Linked DNA regions of Hordeum vulgare: region 1 is linked to region 2. A link is a contact called in public Hi-C data. All regions are on one chromosome and are shown on one strand. Each heading gives the region's core, a stretch centred on a gene start, on an enhancer-like site or on the middle of the called end of the contact. The rest is flanking DNA. Distances are from core to core; before and after follow the strand shown. Region 1 has its middle 150 kb from the start of LOC123444167. Region 2 has its middle 17 kb from the start of LOC123444167.

Region 1 (2,700 bases), core at 111-2,610, 130 kb after region 2:
GAGAACAGTCCACTGGTTCGAATCCTAGACTTACAATTTTTTGTTTATTATAGTTGTGTACTAACAGGTGGGACCCGATGGTCGATGAGACATACTCTTTGTGTCAGTCTATCCGGCACTGCAAGTGGGTCCTGCGCCAAGCTGGCATGTCTAGTCAGCAATACATATGTATCTAGACATGATTTGAACTGTATTTGAACCATATTGCCAAGTTTTAAAACCAATTCGGTGTATTTTTCAAGTTCAGGCAGCAAAATGAACATCCATGACAAGTTTGGGCACCGTTGGTGTTATTACCTCGTAGGATAATTGCTACTTGTTCCTGAGTTGTTTGAATCTTTATCTCTTGCATTGTGCTAATTGTCTTCACGTGCCATCCACAATCTAACAAAGTGCAATAAGTTCACCGTTTCAAACTTCAAAATTACACACCCCGTCTATTTCAAGACTGTTATTTTCTGAAATGGGCGCATACTTGAGGTCATGGGTGCCCATATTTAAGCCGTCCTCACTAATTAATCAACAATGCTTCTTAGGGCGCTCCCAATTCACTGGCTTTTAACTGGAAGTTTTTTAGAGATAATCACCGCAATGCATCGCATATTACATTCAATCGGTTTAGGATCATGTTTGAATCTTAACCTTGTGGCCTAATGGGTTCTTGTAAATTTAAAGTGCGATTATCACCGAGGCCCTAGTAGCTCTGTTGTGTTGTAATATTTGCAAATTTCAAACATATTTAGTTAACTCTAATGTTGTGAGACTTGATTAAGCTATATTCATATTCCTCTTTTCGTCAATATCGTATTACTGTATGATGTCGATTTCTTTTGTAGGTGGCCCACTCTATTATTTGTTTCTGGCTCAGCCACTGCCTCGGAATAGTTTAGGACCTGAGAAGTCCTTTACTCCATTAGGCAAAACAATGGAGGACTGTGCAGCCACCCTGCCGACCCCTCCTCCCCATCCCCAACCCCGCCTCCCTTGTCTCTGCGACAGTGGCGCCCAGCAGCGCAGCGCAAACAGTGGTCGCGCCTGCATGCCGCCAAGACCCGGTGGCTGGCCGCCACCGCCAATGGCCTCTCCCATGCTGCTGGAAACGAGGCATCGGCACGGCAGCACCACCACCCAGAACAAGGGCTGAGAGATGCCATGCGTACCTTCCACAATCCCGCAAAAAGAAAAAGGGAACATGTTGGTGGGCACATACTAAGAACTCGGACACTCGCAGAGATTTGACCTGTCCGAAAACAAATTAGCCACGAGCAGATTCTGAAATTAGCAGTTGCAGAGTCTGTGATGTCAACCAGAGACAGAGACGCAAGACGTTTCAGAATTTTCCCGTTGCACAAATTGGTGGGCCTGGGCAACTGTATGCAGCCCAGGGACAGTGTTTACTTGCTTCAGCCTTCAGCTACCATCCATGCACTTATTCTAACAAAAAAAAAAAGCTACCATCCATGCACCAAAAGGCAGGCAGCAAACCTGTCATCCTGACTAACAGACACTGTCACACACACACACACAGAGCTTATGAACAACGGATTTTCCCTCACAAAAAAATAATATAAACAACAGATTTCATCTATATGTCCTAAACCAACAGATTTCAATGTAACCAGGAATAAGCTGAAAACGAATACTGTACGGCAACCTAGACCAACGTCCCAAGAAATGATGGCCGGAAGCAACAAGCTTAAGGATTATACTCATGGGCTGGGCTAATCAAATGTCCTCAGTCCCATGTGCAAATAAGATGGTTTTCTTGTGGTTTTAACCTTTCTTTGCTTGACTAACTTAGAAAATCTTTTTTCGGTTGTTGAGGAAAACCTAGAAAATCTTTAATACTACCAGGAGACTATTCAAGCATAACAGTAATACATTTGAGAAAGATTAGACGAGCCCTCTTTCTTAGGGCAGATCACACATGCTAATTAGCCTAAATGACTTCCGTTAAGGAAAAATAACCCCTGAATAGTTCTCACTTAAATTCTATGCATCAAAAGGGAGATGGGTCATTCCCGAATAGTTCTCACTAAAATTCTATGCATCAAAGTTTTCAGCGCAATTTGATTTGCATCTCTTCCCCAACAAGCTCGAATATTTCATCGATTCTGAAAATAAAATCAAGAGGTCAGCACCATCACAGTTTCACCAAAACTATATGATACAGCTTATTTTCGAAATTCAAGGTGCAAATTCGGGTATCCTTATAGGTTGTAAAATCCAAAAGCTAAAGCAGATGACATAATTACCTACTCGTCTTGATGTTCACATTAGCAAGCCAAGAGGTTAAATAAACCTGTAAAATAATAATCGAAAAGACACAACCCTTGTTAGAAAGCATGCTGACAGGAGCACAACACATTTGATCTAATTCAAAGATGGCGCTCTCATCCTTCAATTACATGAACCAGCTTAATGCCATCTCCACCAAACAAACAATTAAAGATATAAACACCAGGACAGAGATAGTTGTTTCTAAGTAATAAATGCAACACTATTGCAAAAATTGGATCAATACCCGTAAAACCTCATGGGATGGAGCATGGCCAGGTTGCCATGCCTGCAAGACTCAACCCTCCAATTCTCAGGCAGTGGGAAGCTGTCTCCAGAGCCCAGGCCAATACTCTGAAATTCGTACAATTCCCCGTCATATAGCTCATCCGACCATTCTAAAGAAGGATCTGCACCTCCTTT
Region 2 (2,700 bases), core at 143-2,642:
CCTTCTCCTCCTCCTTCTCCATCTCCATGAGCCGCAGGCCTTCGGTGCGTTCCGTCCGCAGGTGCTCCGACCTCGAGTGCTCGAGGTAGGCTTGCTCCTGCTGCGGTGTCGTGCCCAACCAGATGGGCGACGCAATGACGAACTCATGGACGAAGCCGGTCCACTGGTAGACCTCCCGCGGCTCAAATGGGCTCAGTCTCCGACGGAGGTGGCATGACGCAATCGCCAGCGACCGACAGTGTGATGGCCTCCGCGAGCTGCTGGTGGTACGTCGCCTCCTCGTCGGCCATGCGCCGCGCTTCTTCCTTGTTGTCGCGGAGAACATTAGCGAGCGTCGCCTGGTAGGCGGCCTCAGCCTCCTGGTCCTCGTCGTTGACGACAGGTGGGGGCGGCGGAGGGCGTCCTGGCTGCACTTCGCGCACGCCACGGCGGCACTGCTCCCCGTGCTCCACCGCGAACCACACCTCCTAGTTAGGGACTCGGTCGTGTACGTGGAGTCTCACCGCTGTTCCGTCGTCAGCAGACGCCGACGGCGGCTCACCTCCTTCGCATGTACCCGCGCCGACCGCGGCACGGCCGGCACCGGAATCCTCCCCGAATCCAGATGCCAGACGTGCGGCAGCGTGACATCGGGATAGGGGAGTGGCACACGGTGCTCCAAGTGACACCGCGCTTGGTGCACTGGGACGCTCATGCCCTCGCGAGGCCGGTGGGAAGACGACGACGGGGAGATGGCGCGGGGGAAAAGCGGGGCCTTGTCCTTGTTTGGGAAGCTGCCGGCCATGGTGTGCTAGGGTTTCGGTCGCTTGGTTGCCGAGGAGGTGGTTGGATGTGGACGGGCGGTCTTTTGGAAGCAGATGGTGGAACCCACCGCACGATCGGATTTAAAAAGACCGTCCGCGGTCGCCGACGCGTGGGCCAGAAGATGGTGCCGTCATAAATTATCTAGATCGCGGTGGTTGGTAGCGAACACCGAATTTGAGCCTGAAATGGATCGACGCGGACATGAAGGAGACGTGTTTTAGTAATGAATCAACGCTTTGGGTCATCATTTTTATGTACGCCGATCCAAACAAACGACGCCGAAATTGCTGTTAGCTAACTATCGCGGGCTCCCATCGTAGCAGCGGGATTCCTGTGGCGCAGTGACAATAATGGTAGTAAAATATACTGTATTTACAACCAGTCGATGGTCGAAACTGACGCGGCTTTTGTTGCAATCCAAGTTTCAGGAAGAACCGGGAATGTGAAAACGGCCAGACAGGTTTACCTCACCCCCTGTCCCCACCGCCCCTTCCGGGAAGTTTCCCGGCAAGGACACGCGCGCGTGAGGCCAATGCGAAAGCAGCGCCGACGTGCTGGTTCATCTTCATCGCCACAGCGGCATGCACCGCACATGCAAGTGCTGTGCCGTGTGCCTTGGAGGACACACCGTCGCAGCCAGCGTCGTCTCACACACGCAGGAGGAGGCCTGAAGGCAGAAGCTCAAACCCAGCCACCCAGGTACAGAAATCCAGAGCGGCAAACTTGACCTTTATGAGCACGGAGCAGTGAGCCAAGGAAGGAGAAATGCAGCGGGGCTACGCCAACGCGCGGGAACGCCACGCACGGGGCTCCCTGCCCCTCCCGCGAGTTAAGTCTTTCTGGCAAGTAGCAACCCGCAGGGCTCTGCCGACGGTGTGCACGCGTAGTGGTCACATGCGGTGCAGTGTTGCACTAGTAGTACGTACTGATACTACTAGTAGTACGTTGCCGTGTTGCTCTCTCCTCGACCGTGGACTCGTGGTCGATCGATCTGGCATGGGAGACGCGCAAGTGCTTCTTCTTTACAATAGCCGGTTTAGTTGATACGTACATGCGCCCTTGTTTGCAATCTCTGCAAGCTGCAATGCATGTGGAGGAGGAGGAGGGCTGTTATGGCAAGTCAACCTTCTGCGAATGTTCATTGATACTCACAGAGACACCGGAGGGATGACCGCGGCTCGGATCTCGGCGTCTGTGAGGTCGTTTTCTTCTTTCCTTCGTGGTCTTCCCCGGCAGCATGGGTGTTTCGCACGAAAGCCATTGTCGGTTTTGATGAAATGCATATTAGCCTGGTAGTAATCGCGATGCTAATGCCGCCATGCTTTTGTTTCATGCGAACGAGGTGAGACCAACGCACAGCCTATGGTCTGCTAGGAACACAAAATTAACAAATCAAGTACGTACTACTACCTTGCATATATTTCGTAGACCTACACACCGCATGCCGCATGGAGATGGAGTGTTCGTCGCTTGTTAATTATTCAGACTGCAAATGACCTCAGTGTCAAGTATCTAGGAGTACTAGTGTGCTCGTCGTCTATCAGGCTAGAACCTGCCTAGCTAGATTCTGTGTGATGACAGCTTCACATACGATGCTTCACTCAGGACAAATAAGTCTGCCGGTCAAAGTCAATAAGTCTACCATATTATCTCTTGAATATCCGCCAAAGATTCTGCGCTCTACAAATATTAGGGTCTGCTCTGTTTGAAGCTAGGTCGCACAGACTTGTCTGCCTACCAAAGCGTGGAAAAGAGTTGGGAAAAAAAAATTTAAGTTGCTTCTCTCATAGGAGGTGTACCTCATTGCAGACAAATATTTTTTGAGTGAATAATTATAAACGATTTCTCCTGTAAGAGCGTTTCAGTTTGAAGGGATTCGGGAGCGGGCTGAGAAAA

The links. Hi-C and Micro-C count contacts between places; a contact is called where the count stands out from the background.
Region 1: a contact with region 2 is called in a Hi-C map of leaf, with 6 times the contacts expected there. The contact joins two enhancer-like sites. A contact is called at or near these places in 3 of 6 Hi-C or Micro-C datasets (leaf and seedling) and 1 of 1 datasets of contacts at active chromatin or transcription factors (embryo).

What each region holds. Positions count from the first base shown.
Region 1 is chr3H:444,861,656-444,864,355 of MorexV3_pseudomolecules_assembly, forward strand. It overlaps the pseudogene LOC123444168. Among protein-coding and RNA genes, the nearest start is that of LOC123444167, 150 kb to the left of the region's middle. Within about 2 kb of position 1,361, at least 3 of the 3 cell types and tissues checked have open chromatin away from gene starts, as enhancers often do. A contact at or near this core is called in leaf and seedling, where this site is marked.
Region 2 is chr3H:444,729,554-444,732,253 of MorexV3_pseudomolecules_assembly, forward strand. No RefSeq gene overlaps it. Among protein-coding and RNA genes, the nearest start is that of LOC123444167, 17 kb to the left of the region's middle. Within about 2 kb of position 1,393, at least 2 of the 3 cell types and tissues checked have open chromatin away from gene starts, as enhancers often do. A contact at or near this core is called in leaf and seedling, where this site is marked.